2 separate regions of the Mus musculus genome follow, and region 2 is linked to region 1. The links are chromatin contacts, called in public Hi-C maps. All regions are on one chromosome and are shown on one strand. The core of a region is the stretch at or near the end of the contact, and the rest is flanking DNA. Distances in the headings are between cores, read along the strand shown. Region 1 holds the start of Mrpl47 (mitochondrial ribosomal protein L47). Region 2 holds the start of Ufm1 (ubiquitin-fold modifier 1).

Region 1 (6,842 bases), core at 3,835-6,334:
CCAAGGTGGCTTACTGGGTTAGGGAGATGACATTATTAGAACAGTTATGGTGTGGACATGAGGCACCTCCTCTAGAGCTAAGGTGACCGGGGAAGACTTCCTGCTATGGGGGAGTCAAGGCAGCCGAACTCTAAAGCACCGTCCTGGCTACGCTGGGGAAAGGGGTGCCGTGAGTACCTCGGCTACAGAGTTACTGCAGTACCTGTGGAGGGCAGTATGAGCAGGGCAGGAGCGGGAGTTTTATACTCGGATGCAGACAGGCCTGGCGGCAGGCGCTGGTTTTAGCACAGTGAGTGCTGCTGCCCTTTATCAATAACTCATAATAACAGCGCTTTACTACAATTACTTTTCTATAACAAGCGCAGTATGGATGGGTTTTGTAAAGGCTATGTTATTCTTTGAGAATGAATCCTCCAAATTAGTGAATGAAAAAATCAAATGTCTACTCTAGTTCCCAGATAGGTAACCATGGTGAGTGAGGTAGATTACGTGTTGGCGACAGCTGAGGGGCTGGGTAGCTCCACTCCACAGCCTGGCCAGGGCTGGCACTGAGGGGCTGGGTAGCTCCACTCCACACCCTGGCCAGGGCTGGCACTGAGGGGCTGGGTAGCTCCACTCCACACCCTGGCCAGGGCTGGCACTGAGGGGCTGGGTAGCTCCACTCCTCAGCCTGGCCAGGGCTGGCACTGAGGGGCTGGGTAGCTCCACTCCTCAGCCTGGCCAGGGCTGGCATAGAGACACAGAGGCCTGATTATTCAAGAGAAGCCAAAAGCCACACAGATCATGGGAGACTCCCCCCAAAACAAATATGGTTTAAACAGAACAAGCTTTGGGCTAAATACTACAACGAAAGACAGCAGGGGCATGTGCCAGAACAATCTACTCACATTCCCAACTGACAGAGTCTTTGACACAACCCACCAGGATAATAGACGAAAACTCGGGCCATGAAATAGGGAATAAAAAGAAAGGCAGAAGCTGTGAATAACTGGTGAGACTTTAGTTAGAGACATCTTTTTTTTTTTTTTTTTTTTTTTTTTTTTGGTTTTTCGAAACAGGGTTTCTCTGTGTAGCCCTGGCTGTCCTGGAACTCACTTTGTAGACCAGGCTGGCCTTGAACTCAGAAATCCACCTGCCTGTGCCTCAAGGCGTGCACCACCACGGCCCAGCTAGAGACATCTTCTGAATGTTCTTTTAGACCAGGAAAAAAGAACCCTGCTTGAAATGGGACATGCCATTTCTTCTATTCGATATTTCCAGTTTTTAAACAGCCTTCCCAACAAATGAGGTGGGAAAAGAAACAGGGCTATAGTGGGGGGCAACAGAACTCTGGACCTCAGTGAGTCCAGGGTCTACTTTTGCAGATTTCTGACAGGATTGCGGCCTTCTTTTTCAATTCTCTCTGTGTTCATTTGGTTAATATTAAAGACCCCACATTTTGTTTAATTGTTGCCTCTTGTTCCTAATTAGGGTTTAAGGCTCCTATGAGTTGCAGGTATCAGGGTTCATTCTAACAAGTGCAAGGCGAGTCACCTTCAGGACTGTAAGAATACGGAAGTGTATACAGGTCCTTATCTGCTTCCTGTCAGCATTTATATTAAACAGTAAGTTAATGAGGAAGGGGGAAAGGGAGGGCAGTGTAACTGTGACCAGCCAGTCCCCATGTCATTTCTGACCTTGTTTCCTGACACTACTGGTGTAATGGTAGCGGTCTGACTCATAGCACTACTGCAGAAATCTAAAGTCCCGATACCTTCGAAATGTGACACATGTCTCAATGCAATCCTCTGCCACCTTTCTACAAGCTCATGCAGTCACCCGCTGTCCCATGACAGCAGACCGCTTGGCCAGTGCCTCGTACAGGGGTAGTGCTGACCCTGCTGTTAGACTACAATGTTGCAGTATGCAGATCACTCACCAAAGCTTATGTAAGTCTTCGTTACTTTTGTTCCTCAGCTGCTGGCAGGTCCATGAAGCTCCTGTGAGAAGGAGAAACGTGTGACATTAAGTGACAGTTCTAGCTCAATGTCCTGACTGAGGACTCACTCTCAAAATTCAATGTGTGTGTATCTCTAAAAGATGCAACAGGATTATCATATTACATACAATTAGAATTCAATTAAATACCAACATGAAAATATCAGTAACAAGACCGGCAAAGACTGCTGGTATTTGTGTCAAATGCATTTTCTTTTCCTAATGTCACTTCAAACTATTTTTAATTATTATTAAAAAAAAAAAAAAAAGCCAACTAAAAGAAACCCAAGCCTCATGTTACTTAACACGTCCAAGCACCCCTCTTCTAAGAAGCCCACCAACCAGCCAAGGAAGTTTTACTTCAGTTACCTTTAAAATCCAAAGGAAATAATTTTACATTGGATAACCCCAGGATGATGGAGATCACAGACAATGACTATGACCATTCTATGTGTCTCACCAGATTTGACTTTTTCTTCCCCCCAATTCTTTGGGTCATCAAAAAATTCTTCCAGTCCTTTCCTTGACAACGTGGTATGAAGTAATTTACACTGGAGAAAAGATGTGACATGTGGTGTGTTCTTATGTAACAAACTAAGAGAAGACCTGCAACTGAACACAAGTAAAGAACAAAGTTTATAACGTTCAGTCTTTATTAGCAAGAAACATTTGTTTATTACAATGTCAAAAATTCTACACAGGATATTTACCCCAGTATTGGTAAGCTTTTTAAGTGCATGAGAAAGTATTTTTTATTGTACAGATGGCTACCCTATAGTTTCAGACAACAGATGTACATAATTATATATGTCTATCTTTTTACTGTTAGCGCATGTGTGTGTGAGTACGTGCTTTCACGTGCCATGACACACATGTAGCGGTCAGAAGACAACAGGAGTGCTGGTTCTCTTCCACCTCATGGAGGCACAGTCTTTCTCTTTTATGCTGCTGTGCTGAGTATTCAGGATAGCAGGCCTGAGAGCTTTTATGTTGCTGTGCTGAGTACTCAGGATAGCGGGCTTGAGAGCTTTTGAGTGCTTCCTCCTCCTCTCCCTCCCGTCTGGGCCCAGGAATTCGGGAATTGGATGGAGATGCGCCCAGTCACTGCGCCCAGTTTTTACTGCTTAGCTTCCTTGGCTCAAACCGAGGTCACCAGGCTTGAGTGGCAAGCACTTTTTACCTCCTGAGCCACCTTGCTGACCCCACAATTATATTTTAGAGTAACAGTTTTTAGGTGCTTCCTCCACTGTAGCAACTAAATTTATGAACAGATCAAAACCATTCTGAACGTCAATGTGGCAACATTCAAAAGGCTCAATGCTCTCTCCTTTAATCCCGGAGTTCTGTGTCTGGAAACTTTTACACAATAGACACAGACACAACAGGCAGGAGCTCACCGGTGAAGATATCTACAAAGGCATTAAATTTGGTATTAAAGAGTTACATTAGTTACATAAACATACCATGCTTTATAGCTGCATGAAAATCTTATGCATAATTATATATATATTTAGAAATTATGTTTCTAAGAGCACTTAATGAACTGATAAAATGATCTTAAAACACAATGTAAAATGTTTCACAAGTGCTGTCTTCCAAACCAAGAGTATTTGACTGGAGTTTATGTTTGTTTTCCTGTGTACTGAGGATTAAGCCCAGGGCCTCAGGCATGCTAGGTACTCTACCACTGAGCTATGTCCATGACTCCTGACTTGAAACTAATTATGAAGAAATAAACAAAGCAAAACAAAACAAAACAAAATCCTACCCCAAATTGCCAGTGTGATGACAAAGGAAAAAAGAAACACTGGACGAATGGCAACTATTGCACTAAATGATCCTTCACTGGATCCTGAAGCAAAGAATGGAACTGAATGGAGACAATGAAGCGGAAAGAAAAAAGGGAAGGGATTAGTAGAGCAAGTCCTATTTTTATTTTGGATTATATGCTAAATAATAACACTGTATTCCACAGTGTGACCACAGGGTCATACTTAGTAAGGCAATGTCCTTGGGTCTATGATTGAATTTTGACCTCTGTCCAACAGTGCAGAAAAAGAGCATAAATCCAGGGATCTTGAAAAATGTGACAACTGTCAATGACTGGCTACTATGGGTTAAGGGTATATTTTGACTATTACTCTAATAATGTTTCTGTTGTCCTGGGGAAATGATGGAAAATCAAGTGTATACCTGCAACATTAAAAAAGAAACGGCAATGTGTTCTATGAATGCATAACTGGTTTTACTGTCTTCAAAATATTTTGCCTCTTTTCTGAGTGATAGGTATTCATTTTTTACAAAACACACACACACACACACACACACACACATACTGAAATAATTTCATTAACAAATTTAAGGTTTATGTATCTGAATGTTTTCCCTGCATATATGTGCACCATGTGTGTGCCTGATACCGTCAGAGGTCAAGGAAGGCATCAGATCAAGATAATGGAAGACGAAATCATTTATTCAAGTTTGCCACCCTGATCAAATTACAACTCTGCAAGGTTTTAAAAAGCTAATTTGCAAAGTTAGTGTAATAATATAGAAGAGACTGCTTCCTTCAATTAATCTGCTCTCTACTATTTCTAAAACTCGGCTCCCTGTTGGCAAGTGTCAGTGAAGAGTAAGCTGTCATTCTCACACTCGCAGACGCAGCTTCTGTTGCCGTAGCTACGCTCATCACTTAACATCTGCCGGACAATCTGTGTACAAAGACGCCGAGGGAAGCCTTCCGTTCACAGCTCAGGACTCCTCGGAAACCTCCCTCCCAACCGACCCAGCCCCAGGACACTGCGAGTCCGAGGAAGCACCGAGCAGCGGATGCTCCCACCGCCCGCGGCGACAGAACGCAGGAGGACTAGTGCGCCAGGATAGGCGACTGCAAGGTCACGCTCTCTGCCTCCGCGGTGGCCTGTCTAGAGCTCTGTTGCATCCTGCAAGAAGCGCCCAAAGGCGGAGGCAGTCATTTCTTCTCTCACCACTTACCCCGAGTGAGCAGCGTCCTTGGGATTTACTAGGGAACAAGCTGCCTTCAGGAACGCTGAGGCTCTTCTACAAATACCCACTAGACTGGTCGCAGCCATGTTTCTAATGGAGACCCACAGTGTCGGTGTCCACGAGGTCACTTCCGCTGGCGGCGTGAGGCAAGTGAAGCAAACAGGAACAGGCTTTGCCCTTACTAAACATGGCCGCTCCCACGGCTCTCGCTTCAATCTCCCAAGTCTGCCATAGAGTTTACAGGGCTCTCTTTGGGCGCCCCACCTACAATGTCGTCACTTTTGTCCGCCAGCGCCTGCCTGTGAAGCTCGCAGGAACGGGCCGCTGCCCTCACTCAATATGGCCTCCTCTAGCGTTCGCCCTCACTGGTGGATTGTCCCTCCCGGCTCCCTTAGCCCTCCCCACTTCCTTCCGTGGCCGGTGTAGCCATGGCGGCCATGAGCCTGCTGCAGCGGGCTTCGGTCTCCGCGCTGACAGCGCTGTCTTGCCGCCGCGCTGGTCCTAGACTCGGAGTCGGAAGTTTTCTCACGCGGAGCTTTCCGAAGACTGTCGGTGGGTGGCGGCCTCGGAGACGCGGGTGAGAGGTGGGAGGGCTGTTTCCAGGTGACCTTGGGGACCTCCGAGGGAGAGAGCGGGGACAAAGTCGGCCTGGGGCTCTCGTGTGAAGAGCTGCTGCAGATCGGATGGCCTTGTTTAAGCTCAGCGTTTGCGAAGCGCCTTGCCACGCCATGCTGGGCGCTGCTCCCTCGCTGCCAGGCTAGGCAGGCATGGAGCTGCTGCCCGCGTCTCCAAGGGCAACTGCACACACTTCGTTGTTGAGACAGGGTCTCGGGGATCCGAGGCTGCACTTGTCCCGGCTCCCGAGGGCTGGGATTGCAGGCTTGCACTGCGTCGCTGGGCTCAGGGCAGAATCAGGGTGCGTGGCACCTGCAGCTGGTTCCAACCCGCAGATAGGAAGTTGCTGAGAAGCGCACTGAAGTGAAGGCTGTCATGGTGTTCCTAGGCACGAGTGTAAAAAGGCTCCAGGTGACAGGCCCGTTAGGCACGGTAATAACTGTGTCCGTGGACCTCACAACATCATAGAAGGCCACGAAAATATTTTATGTTTGTTTTTTTTTTTAAAAGACTAGTGCGAGTGAATGTGTAAAGTTGGGTTCAGCCCAGATTGTATCTGCTGTATGTTAATGCAGTCATGCTTTTCATATGACCTGCGGGTCGCGACCCCTTCATAGGGGTCACCTAAGACCGTAGGAAAACACAGATGTTCACATTGTGACCCATAACAGTAGCAAGATTACAGTTATGGAGTAGCAGTGAAAATAATTTTATAGTTGGAGGTCACAACACAAAGAACTGCATTAAAGGGTTGCAGCATTAGGAAGGTTGAGAACCACTGTTCTCTTAGAAAGGAGCCTAAGAGGGGTAAAGAGCTCAGGTCTCAGGACAGTCATAGAGAGGGCCTTGGTTAGAGATATACAATTTGCCTTGTCTAATATAGAGAAAGACACACACACAAATTGCCCTAAAGCCTATTATATTGAGGCAGTATGCATAGGGACCTTCTGGAACATGCTGGAAAGGATCAGTGCATTTAAAATACCCAGCAGGAATTTACACTGAAGGCAGACTCCATGTGCTGACACTTCTTGGTCATATCCTTTTGACATCACTTTTTTATTGTAAATATCCTCAGATACACAAGTAGAGATCCCTTGAACCCTTCCCCAGAAGTGCTGACTGTAGTCTAGCTGAGCTGAGCTGAGACTCCGTGGTCCCTCTCTTCCTGGACTATTTCTCACTCCTGCAGTTCCGAGAGAACCACGGGGAGCCGATGTCCTGTCCAGAGAGAACAGGGAGGG
Region 2 (7,532 bases), core at 3,408-5,907, about 21 Mb after region 1:
CAAGATTTATACAGCTGTGTCTTCTGAAAAGTTCTATCTAGTTGAAATGAATAAAATATTCAGTTTCGATGGGCACACAAGCAGACACTCACCAGCAGTCTGTGCAGGATTTATTCCTATTCCATCTGAAAAGTAAATTATAAATCATGTAGGTTACTTCTAAAGGAAAAACAGTTTAACAGTCAGAATACTGCAGCTATGGGCACAGGCAAAGGCGGAGCAACTTCATTAGCAGAACCCAGACAACAATCTCTTAGGTGAGTCACCTGTCTGATGACACCCCCCACGAGTACGTTTTCATAAGCGCCACAGAGGACAAAAGATACAGCAGAATTTTAGCAGAGCCACTGTATCTGGCCCGAATTCCAGACTGATAGCACCTACGCTCTGAAGCAGCCTTTTGTCACTGGCTGCTATCTGAGGTTTTGGAGGTTACTGTCCTGAAGGAGTCTCAGAACGTTTTCATAACTTAGGCCGGAGACATGCCTGGCAAACCAAGAAGTCTCCAATGACTGAGAACTGTTCAGGTGATGGGTCTCTTAAGACAATCCCTAAATCAGACAAGAAGTTTTGGTGTGTGAAAATTAACTTGCTAAAGGTGCCTTTTGTGGAATAACGAAAGAGCTTCTAGGAAGCCGTCAGCGCTCAGTTCTTCTTAGTCAGAGACATCTCCCCTGCGGCTGAGACGTCTGAGGATGCAGTGACCCCTCCATCAATTGCACACCAACAATAAGATCCTAGGTGCAATGACGCAACTCTCTATAGAAGACAGTGTGTTTAATCCCATTTTACCTGTGTAGTAAACAGTGTAATTTTTTGCATGAGAAACAAACACTATGTAGATATTTCTGCTTCGGGGTGGCAGACAATCTCCAAGATTAGAGAGGCCACAGGTCATTTTGTTCATGTTCTAGTGACACTTTGAATGTTTTAAACATTTCCATTAGAACATCTGTAACTTTCCAAGGAGTTGGCCACTCTTTAATGTGACAACACACAGAAGAAACAAGAAATCCAGAATACACTAGGGGACTGGGGATTCAACTCACGTCTCCAGTGCTTAAGGTTTAAGGTGACTCCTTACCATTAGTAATAATCGCACTTGTAGCTGCAGGAACTTTAAACTAAAAGGGAGAAAAGAAACAAAACGTGTCAATATACTCACAAGGAAACCTGGAAGACAGAGTAAGACTGCAGCCCCTACTACCACTCTATAAGTCTGTAATCCAACAGCCGGCGCAGAAGCGTCACCAGCAGAGGAGTAGGGTTACAGAGCACAGAGCACAGCGTTAGAGCCTGGGTTAGACGCAGCTTGGGTTTGCACACAGCACAGGGGCTGAGGAGGAAGAAATGAACTGAGGGATCTGCTTTATGCCATGCAGGTGACTAACACTGCCATGAAATCAGAAAGGATCCCAAATCACACTCTGCTGCCACTGGCCCAGATCGCCCTACACTTCCAAGTGCTGCGCCGTGAGACGCTTCATAAACAATTCTGATAATTCCAGGGAGGAAACTCTCATTTCTTAAAAACATGGTGGCACACACCTTTAATCCCAGCACTCGGGAGGCTGAGACAGGCGGATTTTTGAGTTCGAGGCCAGCCTGGGCTACAAAGTGAGTTCCAGGATAGCCGGGGCTATACAGAGAAACCCTATCTCGAAAAACCAAACAAACAAACAAAAAACCAGAAAATACCAACATGTTTTTAAAACATTTTTCAAAACAAATTTTTATCAAAAGTACACATACATACTTAGCCTACCCAATTCAAGTGGATATAATAATTAGCTCTTAGAAAAAAACCTGATGCATTCACTACCAAAAAAACTCTACACTTCTCATCTGCTGCGTTAAACAGACGTGTCAGCTTATTCAACTTGTTTTCTAACTAGAAGATAGATTAACTTTTCCTACGCTTGTGACATCTTTACCATGAGCCCAGTAATGAACCATAGGAAAATGAGGAGGGAGGGGAAGGGCGCAGCGCATGTAAATACACAAGAGACAAAAGCCAGAAACATGCTAACTGCATCCATAAGCTACTGTTAGAACCCACACTTACTTCTTCTGCTGCAAACTTTAGCACTGCTGTGAACGGCGTACTTTCAGGAACACTGAGACTGCAACAAGAAAAGAAGAATTTCACACAGTTCATTTCATTGCAGATAGGGAACATTTGTTTGGGGCTGTGAAGGGTGTCTGTTTTCAAGGCAGCATTTGTGCACTGACGTTGAAAAAACACTAGAAAAGCAGAGTCCAGGCAAGGAACCACAGCTCTGTGCAAAAACCAACACCCTGCAAGCAGAGCTCCACCTTCTCTTTCTTTTCATGTTTCCATGTGTTTAGGCTTATTGTATGTTATGTGTATATGTGCCTGCTTCTGTGTGTACACATGTGTAGAGGGGCTGATAGAAGCCAGAAGAGGGCATCAGATCCTTAGGAACTGGAGTCATTGCCAGTTGTGAGCTAGGAATGTGGGTGCTAGGAATTGAACCTGGGTCCTCTGCAAAAGTAGCTGTGCTCTTAACAAACCATCTCACCTGGCTGGTGAGATGGCTCAGCGGGTAAGAACACTGACTGCTCTTCCAAAGGTCTTGAGTTCAAATCCCAGCAACCACATGGTGGCTCACAACCATCTGTAATGAGATCTGACATCCTCTTCTAGTTTGTGAAGACAAATGTTATAGACTTCCATATAATAAACCACCAAGCCATGGCTCCACCCAGGTTGGTAAAAGTGCAGACCATGGGCAGACAGACACTTAGATGAACCCTCTCTCTCTCTTCTTAAAGACACTGTGTCTTTAAGACGCTAGCCTCCAACCCAGAGAATTAGCTTGCCTTTGCCTCACAAATGCTGGGATTATAGGTGTGCTAGTATGCCCAGGAGGAGATCTGTCAGCAAGGCCAACTTTTCTATAGCCTTGGTCTATTTTATTGCTTCTCGTCTAACGTTTTAAAATAAAAATGTTAAAGGCAGTGTTAATTAAGTACAAAAACCAGACACCTCTCTAGCAGAGAAAACGTTTCTATTTGTCAACACATAAAACATCGATGTCATATAACATTTGTAGGGCTAAGCCTGGATTTCTCTTCTCAGAAGCGCAGATGAATTTTTTGTGCTAGCATTTTTCCTTCCAAATGTTAATTAATAACCTAATCCTCAGTAGAACAAAGCAGGAAGACTGTAGAAAGGGGCTTTCCCAACAGTAGCTATGTGCTTTCTTGTAAAGGCATGGGAGATGTTTACGGGCATTCCATAAAAGTGAGAGGCGTCCCCTCTGATTTCTTTTGAATGGTGGGAAAAGGAGCTGTGGAAATTTTGAAATAAGACAAAAATACTTTCTGTGGATAGGAAAATGAGAAAATTTAGGGGAGCACAGTCGAGTGCCAGTTATGAGGGTTTCACATAAAACTCATCAGCACTATTGTAATTTCTTCAGGAACAGAGTTAAGTGCAGAGAACATAAATTTGGTTTTTCACCAAGCAAAATATTCCAAGCTATCAGAGAGGTGGCTATCAGATTCCTGGGAGTTAGCAAAGAAACGATCTTTAAAAAAAAAAAACAAAAAACAACAAAAAAAACCTAGACTACAGACTTTCGTCTGCACACGAAATGAGTGGGTATGGCACTAGGGAGGCAAAAGTGACAGAAAACTTTTAACTTTTATTGTTGAAGGCACACTGCGGTACATCATCCAGAGGAAGAGAATACAGCCATCTGAAGACAACCGTTTAGAATGAGCCCTTACGGGAGAGACGAGGGATACGTAGACCATTTTAGACATGGAAAGATAAGGGAACCACAGGCCACGAGGCTGAATGGATCACGGGTGGGAAACTTCAGAAAACGATGACAGCTGCTCTCAGCTCAGTTAGCTGGGCCTTGGTGCCACCAAACCCGTCATGAATGAAATCTATGGAAACCCTGGTCTGTCGCAGGTTAGCATAGGTCTTCCAGCTGCAGGAACTCAAAAGGGGTCAACTTAAAAATCATACTAAGATGGAGCTGGGTAACCTGTGTTAGCCATCAACTGAACTGCTGAAGCACAAGGAAGGGCCCAACAAGGACACAAGGTCCTACACCCCCATTTCCCAATCCCGCTAAGCACTTTTTATAAAGATCCAAGTGTGTGTGACTGGGAGTTCAGCACCTAGGCACCCAGTCGTTGTGTTTATACACAACAAAGCAAAAAAACTGAAGTTAAGAGTGTTCGGGTCGGACCTGTCAAAAGTCCAGACTTGGGAAGTCCTCCCTAACTTCCGGTAACAGCTGGTCCAGGTAAAGACCTTTAAATCAAGTAAACGGGTTCCATCCTCGTCCAACCTTCTTCCCGTTGCACCTGCCCACCCAGAGCGTTGCGAGGGGCCACTGGCTTTCAGCAGAAATGCCGCACCCTTCCTCCTGTCCCCCTCTGTCCCGCCAGGCCCGGCCAGCTCCAGCCCTGCCTGTCACTCACACTTTGTACGGCAGCCGCGGGTCCGACGTCAACGTGATTTTAAAGGACACCTTCGACCTGCCGGAGAGAACGAGAAGGCGTTACGGTCGGGACCGGCCACGGGGTTAAGGCCGGGACACAGGGACGGATACTTACATGGTGGAACCGCCTGACACACACCGCGCCCAGCCGCCCGCCGCGCTTCCTTGATGGCCGGCAGCGGGGGCCTTCGCGGCCCACGTCGCCCTCCAGCGCGGCTATCCACACAGCGCCTGAAAATTGTGTCGGAGCTCACAGGCTACAGAAGGCCGATAGCCCACAGTTAGACATTTCATTCTGAGTGTGTCTGTATCAAGTTGAAGTGTAAATGGTAGAGAGAGGATATGTTTCTACTTTTGGTAGTTCACTGACACATTTTTAGTCAGGCAATATAAGGGATGTCAAACAGAGCGGCCGCTAGGTCCCCACTGGCTGGTTACGGCGGAAGTAGGGACTGAGTCGAAGCCGGACGTGGCGGCGGAACTGGGGCCGGGACTCAAGGTCCGGGCGGATGAGGAAGCGTTGCGGAGTTGCTAAGCAACCTAGCAGCCGGCACAGATAGATACTAGAGAAGCTGGACTCAGTTGCTTTAACTAACAACGTTCTTTGATCTTTCTAGCATTTCTGATAATACGATTTCCATCCGTATTAACCTTATAGTTTTCTTCACATACTTCACACTTCACTACAGACTTTTTAATAATTTCAAAAGAAAGTTATCACGATAGAATTATGCTGAGATTCCTGTTAGGGCCCAGAAGAAAAAATTGTATCCTAGCACTAGCAGGTTTTGGAGGGAAAAAAAAATCATTACTATATCCCGTTGTTCTTGATGTGTCCAAATAGACTTTAACTCTAATGCAAGGTTGCCAATCAGGTACATTTGTTCAGCTGACCAATGAACCTTGTGTACAGCAGGCACTAAACTAAAGGCTGAGCTCACTGTGTACACCAGACATAACCAAAGGCTGTGATCCCAAGCAATCAGGCATAAGTCCTTTAGCATCTGTCAGTCGGTTGGATTTCTATCGTGAGAGGGGAAAGCTGTCTTTCATCTTTATCACAATGTAAACGCCAAGATAAGCATTCCATCTCACAATAACTATACCTTTAAAAAATATATACTGCAGTAAGTTGATGAAGCCAGAAATAGGCACTGAACCAAGAGGAGACCCAGTCAAACTTTAGAATGACAGGTGGATTCTTCATGAGAAATCCTGATAGATTAGAAGCTCCCTTAAGAACATTGGAACTACATCTCATCTTTCCTGTAATGTTTTCTATAATGGTCTATAATGTTTTCTCCCAAAGGTGAGAATTCTGGTGCTGACTGTAAGTAGCACTCCAATATTCTCCTGCTGTATGCCATGTAGTGAATCCAAGAGACATATACTGACTTGTAGATATGGATATCAAGGCCTGTATCTTCTAACAGCTAAAACTACATAGTTAATGTGTATGACTAAAGTCTTGTCTCTGAAGACAAAATTACCTGTCTACCCGTGCCATCTATTGAAATAACACAAAGTTAGAATACAAATTTTGGTTTGTTTCTAAGAATACACATATATTTTAAATAAAATTTGTATCTGCTCAAGTATGGAACTATGTGACACAACGCTGAAAAGGACACCATAAGTCTTGGATGGAAAGTCGTCCTGGCAGTCCAGAGCCAAGGAATACCACAAAGTCACACTACACAACACACTTCACCCGGGAGATTCATTGGGAGGGGAGAACCCAGGAGGGTGGCTGCCTCTGCTAGGATGAGAAACAGACAAGCAGCAGAAAACCCGGCAAAACATGGGGTTGGTATAGCGTTTCCTGAGGGGTGAGATGGGGACAGAGATTTCCGGGGTGGCCTGGGATTGGAGGAAATACATGGTCTGATCTTTGGGCGAGCTCAGGAATTGGTGGAGGGTTTTTGTTTGTTTGTTTGTTTGTTTTCCCTTGTAGTAGGGCTCCTAGCTATTCTTCCTCAGCGTTGGGATTGGCAGCTAAGCCCAGTAGGGAAGTGTAGGTGCCAGGCCTGCCCCATCTCTGGGGAAAGGGCTTAAGAAGAAGTCTGTGAGCATGGCAGGGACAGCCCTCCTGCCACTCAAGTGGGCATGAATAGTCAACAAACTTACTTTGTTCAGAGTTTCTGTTATATGTACACAACACAGTGACTACAAGATTCAACCCCAAATGGTATGCAACTTCAATAGTCAGATGCTAAGGCTACTCCAGAAATACCGTACTGCATCAAAATAAAATCGAAGGCTCCTAAGACACACCTGAGACTGGAATGTTACAGGCAACTTTAGAACAGATTTTGGGAGGGGCATATATGAGCTTCCTTCCAAGTGGCTCCACCTCTCCCCTAACCAAACCAAGCTGCTGATTTAAGTCCCCTAAGTTATGTATGTGTCAGTTGTTTCTTGTGCTATACCCCATGTTTGATAGTCTATAGTCTGGGCCTCAGTTTCTCGCTTGGTCTACTTGCCCTCTTTCCTCTTCTCTTTTCTTCTTCCTCTCTTGACTCTCCCCACCTCTTTCATGACCAGGCTCAGTCTAGACACATCCAGATGCCTCTAGCTGAACTCTCCCTTATATCTACAATAAACTCCTTGTCTTCAACAATACCTAGGTGTGGTCATGTCTTCATTTCCACTCAATTATCAAAAGATAGTGGGAAGCACCTATTTGTGGCTGTTTAGAATACTCTTTTCCATTTTAATTCCTCCACTGCCACCACATGTTTGTGTCCTCAAGAATGGCCATCTCTAGTGCCCTGAGAGTTTCCCCTTGGTTCTAGAAAGAACACTATAGAGTCATATACATTCAATGTTTTGTGTTTTAAAAAAGTTTATCAAGTCATTTTCAATTGGCAAATTTTATAACAAAAGGATCCTCTAATTTGCTGAAAATATTAAATCCTAAAGTATCTTTAATAACAAACATAAGCAGACTTTTAATAGCTACTTGGAAACCACAGTGTTTTAAGACACCAGGCAGCATAAATGGACTAATGTATTCTGGAAGACACCCAATTAGTGTCACAGAGAGCC

Evidence for each region. Hi-C and Micro-C count contacts between places; a contact is called where the count stands out from the background.
Region 2: a Hi-C map of neutrophils shows a contact between it and region 1, with 14 times the contacts expected there. The contact joins the promoter of Ufm1 here to the promoter of Mrpl47 in region 1. A contact is called at or near these places in 3 of 484 Hi-C or Micro-C datasets (CD4 T cells, muscle stem cells and neutrophils).

What each region holds. Positions count from the first base shown.
Region 1 is chr3:32,731,671-32,738,512 of GRCm38.p6, forward strand. Mrpl47 (mitochondrial ribosomal protein L47) reads right to left here and starts at 5,085. Exons shown (of 7, transcript NM_029017.2): 1 at 4,972-5,085; 2 at 2,438-2,589; 3 at 1,919-1,979. The coding sequence starts at 5,069. Ndufb5 (NADH:ubiquinone oxidoreductase subunit B5) reads left to right here and starts at 5,393. Exons shown (of 6, transcript NM_025316.2): 1 at 5,393-5,535. The coding sequence starts at 5,412.
Region 2 is chr3:53,859,150-53,866,681 of GRCm38.p6, forward strand. Ufm1 (ubiquitin-fold modifier 1) reads right to left here and starts at 4,658. Exons shown (of 6, transcript NM_026435.5): 1 at 4,600-4,658; 2 at 4,465-4,521; 3 at 2,066-2,123; 4 at 1,085-1,124; 5 at 93-125. The coding sequence starts at 4,601.